Linked DNA regions of Rattus norvegicus: region 1 is linked to region 2. A link is a contact called in public Hi-C data. All regions are on one chromosome and are shown on one strand. The core of a region is the stretch at or near the end of the contact, and the rest is flanking DNA. Distances in the headings are between cores, read along the strand shown. Region 1 has its middle 210 kb from the start of Zfp608. Region 2 overlaps LOC108348794 (a long non-coding RNA gene).

Region 1 (4,066 bases), core at 52-2,551, 190 kb after region 2:
CCTGAAATACACAGTGAGCCACCCTATAAATCTATGGAATAGAATTGAAACTGTGGGAACATGTGGGCATATAGTCCAGCCCCAAGAATTTACTAGGCACACTAGACCAAGGAACAAGGGTAACTCATTTACCTGATCAATAAAGTGGTGGATATCCAACATGAAAATCATGACTGAACATCTCATACCTGGAGTCTCCAAACAAGGACTCCCTGACTTCTGTACCCTCCAGATGTTGACACAGTCTACCGGGCACTTCCTGCCTGTCCATTTGCACCTGGAACAGATTTACTGTCTCAAGCTCCTGATTGTTTTCTTGATCACATTCAGCCTTCAACCCTTCTGATGAATCCTGTACCTTCTCTCACAGACCAGATTCCAACAGTTCCAGGCCCAGTCCCCACTGGAGACTGGTCTGGTTTGTCCCCCTATCAATACATACTTTCTCAGCCCACTTGGAAAAGTATGAATTCTGCTGTCGTTCTTTGGCAAGCATCCATCCACTACCTCATGCACACACAAATAGATGTGTGTGTGTGTGTGTGTGTGTGTGTGTGTGTGTGTGTGTATTTACTCCATAGTGTGGGAAGTAAAAGACAATACTAGTAACTAAGATTGGAATAAAGAGTCTCGATTCACCTCAGCGAGGCTACAGAGCACTGACACTGCTAATCCTAGTGAATGTATTGTTGTTCAGTGAAATTCTGACACTGTGGAAAGACACACGTTTGTCTGTGTTTCTGCCATAGGGTTCTCACAGCAGTGGCTTTTATGTATTTATTTTTATTGGTATTGGAACTTCCTCACCTTGATATAATGAACGGGTATCACTCCCAATGTTAAGAAACCTCTTCAATTGTAAATTATATATAATGATCCCAGCAACAACCTCCCAGGAAAACCTTTCGCCCCAGCCCTCACTTCTGTCTTCTCGCCTCTCATTTCTCATTCCTTATAATATCTGGACACTGCTAGAAGCCTACCATCATACAACAAGGAGTTTGAGATGACGGGAGTGAGAAAATGGATTCCCAGAAAATGACTCTTCTCCTCCTGGCCCAGACAGGACAGGGTGTGAGTTACTGGAGGAGTTGGGTGATTAAAAAAACTTTCCCTGTGGCTAGAATGTTTGTTTAGAAAGCAAGGAGAATTATCAGATAAACCCCTTAACCTGCTTGTGACTCTTGTAATGTAAACGGTACAAGCAATAAAGTGGCCAGCTGACGGCCTCTTACAGGACCGATCAAGCCAAGTGATTCCTTTTATATTCATTTACACAAGAAAGCAAACCTTTCTTTCCCAGTTCCTGACACACACTGCCTCAGCACAGCCTGTCAATTGTTTATTGGGTTGAGGAGAATGCCAGGGGTGGGAGGTGCCAGCCTCAGTCTCTGTTTTCCCTGGAAGCTTCTTAGGAAGCCATCTCAGCTTTTAAATGTGGCAAAACTCCTGTTGGGATTTACATAGAAGGAAGAATTGATTCTCTCTGGGTCATAAGAATTTCTGTATCTCCTCATTATTATTCCAAAAATGATTTTGCCTTCTCTTTACCCGGGAGGACTTGACTCAAACTGTATTTAATTTTTAAGTGGGCATACAGAATAATGCAAAACAAAACAAGTGCTTTACAGCAAGAACAAAAGCGCACAGACCCACAGACCCAATACCCTATCTTATTTGAAATTCCTGGAAGCATTCTAGGAAATGAGGTGGTGAATGTTAGTTGCAGACAAGGAAAGTGGGGGCAAAGGGAGGGAGGGAGGTGTTGGGGGAGGTAGAGAGAGTGGGGAAGGGACGGAAGGAGAGAGAAAGAGACAGAGACAGATAGAGATTTGTTAGGTAATTTTTGAGAGGCAGATACACTTCCAGGATATATTTTTTTTTTCTTGGGGGGGGGGATACTTTTTTTCCTCGCTTTTCATCTCCTTCACACACTGGCCGAGGCAAACAAGGTGAACAGATGTGCTCAAAGAATTAACTCTGGCCCAGGGAACATGGGGAGGAAATATTTCCTTTGAAATAGCCACCTTTAAATTCCATTAGTTCAATCTGATAGAGAGGGATCTGGGCAAGGAAATGATTTAAGCAGCCAGGCTGTTTGTCCAGACACGGAGCCCTTTTGTCATATGAAAAACCTGAAGACAAATTGAATATTTCTCCCATAAACTGGCAAGAGTTTAACATCCTGGCTTGAAGGAGACAACCACATTTGTTTTACTGTTAATAAATTCACCTAAGTAAGGATTTTTCTTTCGCCACTAAGTCCCCTGCCCCCTCCCCACTCGTTCAGAACAGCTCCACAGTCGCCACGTCTGTGTAAAACCAACTCTCCCCACGGAAAAAGCTGCATAACCAGTCAAAGAACAAGGCTGTGGGATTAGCACATTATGAAGAATAAAGAGAGGCCTTCAGCTTGCTGTCATGTGCGATATTTATCACATTCTTCATGACTGGCTCTAATAACAGCACCGAGATAGAACAAGCTTGATGAATTTTACAAGCACAAGTCTAAGGAATCCAGGAGACCAAACCCACTTCACTTGCAGATTTTATTAGTCTTTAAAAAAAAAAGTATGTGTGTGTGTGTGTGTGTGTGTGTGTGTGTGTGTAGGGGTGGGGGGCCTATTGCTACAAAAGTAGGCTTGGATTTTGTCTGTTATGCTAATGTATTCATAGAAGAAGCTGGTGCTGAAGGCGGGTCTCCAATTAAGACAAATGAGTCACATTGAATTTCTCCCCCAGGGCACAGCAGGGGTGCTGGCAAAATCTACTTTATTCTTTGCTGTCAGGACTGAACTCGAAACAAAAGCATGAAAATTCAACACATCCACTTACAGAATAATAAAGGCTGTTGTTTAAAGCGTGAAGAGTTTTGGCACCCTTCTGGGGCCGGCTGCAGATCGTTCTTCCTCTCTATGGCTAGCACGCCATCGCTCTTGGAAATTAAAGATGTACTTGGTCGGTTAACAGCTGAGAGGAAAGCAGCCTGAAACTCAATTAGATTTTGTATTAAGCAAATAAATCAGGACTGACTGATATTGGCTAAACGAAAATGCATTACGGGCTGACAGTAATTCTAATTTGATTGACAAATATACGTGTTGTGTTATTAAGCTAAATGAATGATAAGAATCCTTTTCTTTTTTTTTTTAAGTTTGAGAATTTTGTTCTAGCAAACAATTCTTCTCTTTGAACTTGGGAGGAACAGAAAACAGACCCCATCTACCACTTGGTATTGCTTCTCTTCTGCCCTGGAACACAAGGAATCTGTTTTCTGTTCCTGGCAAAGAGTTGGAGACAAAATGAGTTTGCTGAAAGTCATTTGTTTTCATCCAGCTAGAGTTAGGGCAAGGTAACTTACTAATCGGCACACTATTTGCCTGCCGGAATGGAGCACAGCCAAGACACCTTTTATTAGTCACTTGGAAAGCAGGGAGCTGCACAGGCCTCCTTGTGTCTTCAGGGCTCTGAGGCACACAGAGCTTTTCTGCATGAGAGCACTTTGAGGTTCAAGTTTAAGAATGAAGATTTCAACCAAATTTTCTAAAGCCTTGTGGCAGGTGTGTGTGTGTGTGTGTGTGCGTGTGTGTGTGTGTGTGTGTGTGTGTGTGTGTGTGTGTGTTTGTGTTTGAGAGAGAGAGAGAGACAGAGACATGCAGAGACACACAGAGAGAAAGAGACAGAGTAGGATTTATAAAGACAGGGTGGGGTGTGTAAAGACAGGGTGAGGTATGTAAAGACAGGGTGGTGTGTGTGTGTGTGTGTGTGTGTGTGTGTGTGCTTGTGTGTGTGAGAGAGAGAAAGACAGACACAGAGAGACAGAGAGAGAAATGATGGTGTGTGTATGTGTGTGTGTGTTTGTGTGTGTGTGTGTGTGTGCATGTGCACATGTGTATGTGTATGTTTAAACTACTACTTCAAAGTGCAAAGGTGCTATTGTGTAGTGGATAAGCAAGAGTAGAGTTTGGAGAGTTTGTTATGTTATATAATGTATTTTTTTTTCTTTGTTGTTAACATTTCCAACCTAATATGGAGAACAGGAGAGGGAATCTGGTCAGGCAGTTCA
Region 2 (3,870 bases), core at 171-2,670:
CTCATTGTCTATAGTTTTGTGTCAAGCAATGCTCAGTCCTGCAAGCTTCAAGGACAGCTGAATCCGATGTGGTTCACAATTTTGGCTGGCATTGGTAAGAGCATACCTTCCTGGTGGACCTTTGTGTTTGATGTGATGTCACTGGAGGTGACTTAGCAGAACTGAGCTAGAGCACGGTCTGGTTTCCAAGGTCCAAAGCAACTGCCCTCACAGTCTGGCACCTTGTCAAAATGGCACTCATGACCATTCTAGTACAGTGGCCTTGGAACTCTAGGTCTTTGACAGTGAATTGCATGGTCTTTATGAACCAGTCTTTAAAATTACATACACTCGTCATTTCGGATGACTCCTTTTCCTAATTTGTTGGGTCAGAGTGGATAACTGGAGGACTTCCAATACTAAAAACTCATACTTGTAACCCCAGATAGTTGGTTACAAGAGCCAAATGTGTCACTGGGAAAACTCCCTTCAAAGGGAGGAAAGACATATTTCTCTCCGTAGGGCTCGAGGGGAACACATCAAGTATTTTTGGATGACAAAATTTCTAAGCCATGTGGTATTTAAACTGAGTGTCAGTTGCCTTGTTTCAGTGAAGAGATCTGAAATAAATACTCTCCAAACTTTGATCCAGCTCTAACCAGGAAGTTACCAATGGGAAACAAAAACAGAGGCCTTGAGAACTCTACAGGACCGTACGCAAGAAATTTCCTTGGGCATATAGGTAGAACATAGATAGTTGTATTAATAGAGGGTTTTTTCTGATTTACTAATTATCCTGGTTTGGTTTATGTGTCAAAATACATATTGTAACAGCAATAAAATTGGGCAGGTATGTTTAAGTCAGTAAGCGTGAACATCTGGCCTCATAGTTCTTTCAAGAACTCCACACTTATCCCACTAGGGGGGACTTATTGGAGGAGGCAAGAGTACACAAAAGCAGAGCACAGCCAGTGTCTTGATCTCTAGTAACACGTCACATCTGCAACTATAAGCCACATCTGTGTAACTCCATTACCTTTTCATCTGTAGGGAAGTACATGGATGTATGTATTTTTTCATGACTGAGTCTAAGACAAGTTCTATACAAAGAAAGTCATGTGGCCAGTGGATAGGAAAGATCTCTTCCTGCTCTGGAGGTTTGGTGATGGGCACTTCACGGGGTAAGTCAGTTGCTAAGAATAGGGCCAGACAACTTGGAAATAACCGTCGATTGGGAGTTAGAATCCTGGGTTCCTGTCCTACTTGCTACTAATCAACTGTATTGCCTAGGGCAAGCCACTTCAGTTTTCTTCTGTGCCCTAGTTTTTTTTTTTTTTTTTCGTATAAATTGGGACAATAAGCTCGCCCTACTTATCTCATTAGATTGTTGTGAGGGTCATAGAAGTCACTGTGACTAAATGTACTTTGAGTCATGAAGCTGTGTAAGTGGGAAAGAACAATGCCTCTCCTGTCCCTCATGAGACCTACAGCTGTCACCTCTATAACCAAATGCAAGCCACCATGAAAAGCACACCAGATTTAGTCACTCATAGCTCTATGTGACATAGAAGCCTTCAGGAGAAAGACTCAGGGGAAAACATCTATGTCACGCTAAGGCTCAGTGAAGCAAACAACTTAGAGTGGACGAGAATGATTGGATCACTAGGCATAGGCAGAGCAGGTCAACGAGAAAGGCCTGTCTGTTCAGATTTTTCTTGCACTTATATTTTTGTAGAATCTCTTCCTCCTGGATATGGAGTGAACTGTATTCTAGAATGGGGGTCTTATTACTTACTGTCAAACAAGGAGGTCAAAGAATTTTTTTATGGCCAGCATTTACAGAAAGTTGGAGGTTAAAGTCAGGTTTTCCGGTTTTATGGCTGGTGTAAGGAAAATGTTGTAGTTTCTATAAGGTGCTTTAGGAACAGAGCAGAGGGTAGAAATTGGAAGATGGAAGGGGTTCACAGAAGCTTTGCTGCAAGGCCTTCACTTATTTTCTCTGAGACCTAAGAAACACAGATTTCCACAGAGGCCATGAAATGTCTTTCCTTTCCTTTCCTTTCCTTTCCTTTCCTTTCCTTTCCTTTCCTTCCCTTTCCTTTCCTTTCCTTTCCTTTCCTTTCCTTTCCTTTCCTTTCCTTTCCTTTTATTTTGAGACAGGGTTTCTGTGAGTCCATGACTGCCTTGAAACTCTCTTTTGGACCAGGCTGGCCTCAAACTCACAGAGATCCACTTAACTCAGCCTCCCAAATGCTGGGATTAAAGGTAAGTGCCACCACTGCCCAGCTGCATTGTTTCTTTCTATGTTGTCCAGTGAAGCTACCAAACCTGGCATCTGATGGAAATCCATCTTGAACACTGTAGACTTTAAAATAGGTCTTACTGGTTTTCTAATACTAAACCTCAGATTGCGCTTCTGGTAGGAATCGATAGATGAGTCACATCGTTATGTATATATGTATATAAACATGCCAAAGGGTTAGAAATCTTCAGGTGTAGGAGATACTGAGGTAGAACAGCACATATAAAGTCTTGGTCAGGTAGCCTAACTTTGGAGAAAATGGTGAGATGCGATACCTTGCAACAGTAGAAATTCTTTGAAAATGTAACTCATAAAATATAGATGTAAACGTTTACTTATTAAAATCGAACATTCTTAGTTGGAAATAACTTAAAAGAACACTCTTGATTTATTATTTCTCCCCCTCCTTTCCCACCTCCCCTCTTCCTCTTCCACACTGAGAAGCAAACACGGGGCATGCTGGGAAAACACCTTAACACTGATGTGCAATCACAACCCTTCAAGGAGATTCTAACTCAACAACTCTTCATTTAATGATGAAAACTTGGAAATTCAGTTAGCATGTGGCTTGTCCACAGCTGCACATCCAAGACAGTGACAAGATTATTCTGATGTTTAAGCAACTCATAATTTTCCTTGGAACCAGTTTTCAAGTTCAAAATAAGAGACCGAGTGAAGGTGGTAGTTAGATTTAGAATATGGTTCCTGGACTAGACAAGATGCTGCTGGGGACACGAAAGGAAGTGCAGGTACAACCATGATTGAGAGTGTCATTCCAGTAAAAGGCCAGATATCAACCAAGCAAGTTTCATAAGAGAAAACTATCCAAGCTAGCTGAAGAGAGACCTGAGACCTGTAAACAGAAGGAATACATTTCAGAAGTCCAGTCGGGCTAGCTAAAATAGGTTTGAAACTAGCAGAAAGAATGATTGTGACTTTTATTGAAGGCTATCTACAAGTCATGACACTAAGTAGCTCACATAATTCTCATCTTAAAATTTCAAAATCAATCAATCAATCAATCCTGGTTTTGATGAAGGGGTGAAGCAAGCACTCAAGTGAGAGCTGGAGCTTGATCTACAGACTTTCAAATTCCATCACTGAGGTAAGAGGGAGAAGATGATGTGTAGTTCAGATATTACCAGGTGAGAAGCCAAGACTCAAGGTGTACAATGCAGGCCTCCTGCAAACTCTCAATGAGTCTGAATATAAAAAGTTACCCAGAACCTGTATCCAAAATTGTCTTTAAGTTGTAACTTAGCTTAGAGTTAACATCTGTTGCTTGAGGTTACTTACATGCATTTTACATTTCCATTTCACTGTAGATTTTTTTAAAGAATAGTAGTGTTTAAATGTTGTCAAACAATTAGTTCTAGAGGGTTATTGAAATAATAATCAAGTAATTTGAGTAGTAGTTAAATATTTATAGAATTATAGAAAAAATCTATCAAATGTTAACTTACATCTTTTAAATCCTGTGATTAATTTTGTTTGTTTGTTTTAGAATATTTGTAGAGTCCCATGGTATACTAGGCTCTATTTTAGATATGAGATATACCAAAGTCTATATTTAATGGGACTTATTTTTA

What was found. A called contact is a pair of places that touch in the nucleus more often than the background predicts.
Region 1: a Hi-C map of Schwann cells shows a contact between it and region 2, with 4 times the contacts expected there. The contact joins two enhancer-like sites. A contact is called at or near these places in 2 of 12 Hi-C or Micro-C datasets (Schwann cells and frontal cortex).

What each region holds. Positions count from the first base shown.
Region 1 is chr18:50,811,615-50,815,680 of GRCr8, forward strand. No RefSeq gene overlaps it. Among named protein-coding and RNA genes, the nearest start is that of Zfp608, 210 kb to the left of the region's middle. Within about 2 kb of position 1,302, at least 41 of the 93 cell types and tissues checked have an H3K27ac peak or open chromatin away from gene starts, as enhancers often do. A contact at or near this core is called in Schwann cells, where this site is marked.
Region 2 is chr18:50,626,286-50,630,155 of GRCr8, forward strand. All of the region lies in intron 1 of LOC108348794 (a long non-coding RNA gene), which reads left to right. Among named protein-coding and RNA genes, the nearest start is that of Zfp608, 20 kb to the left of the region's middle. Within about 2 kb of position 1,421, at least 4 of the 93 cell types and tissues checked have an H3K27ac peak or open chromatin away from gene starts, as enhancers often do. A contact at or near this core is called in Schwann cells, where this site is marked.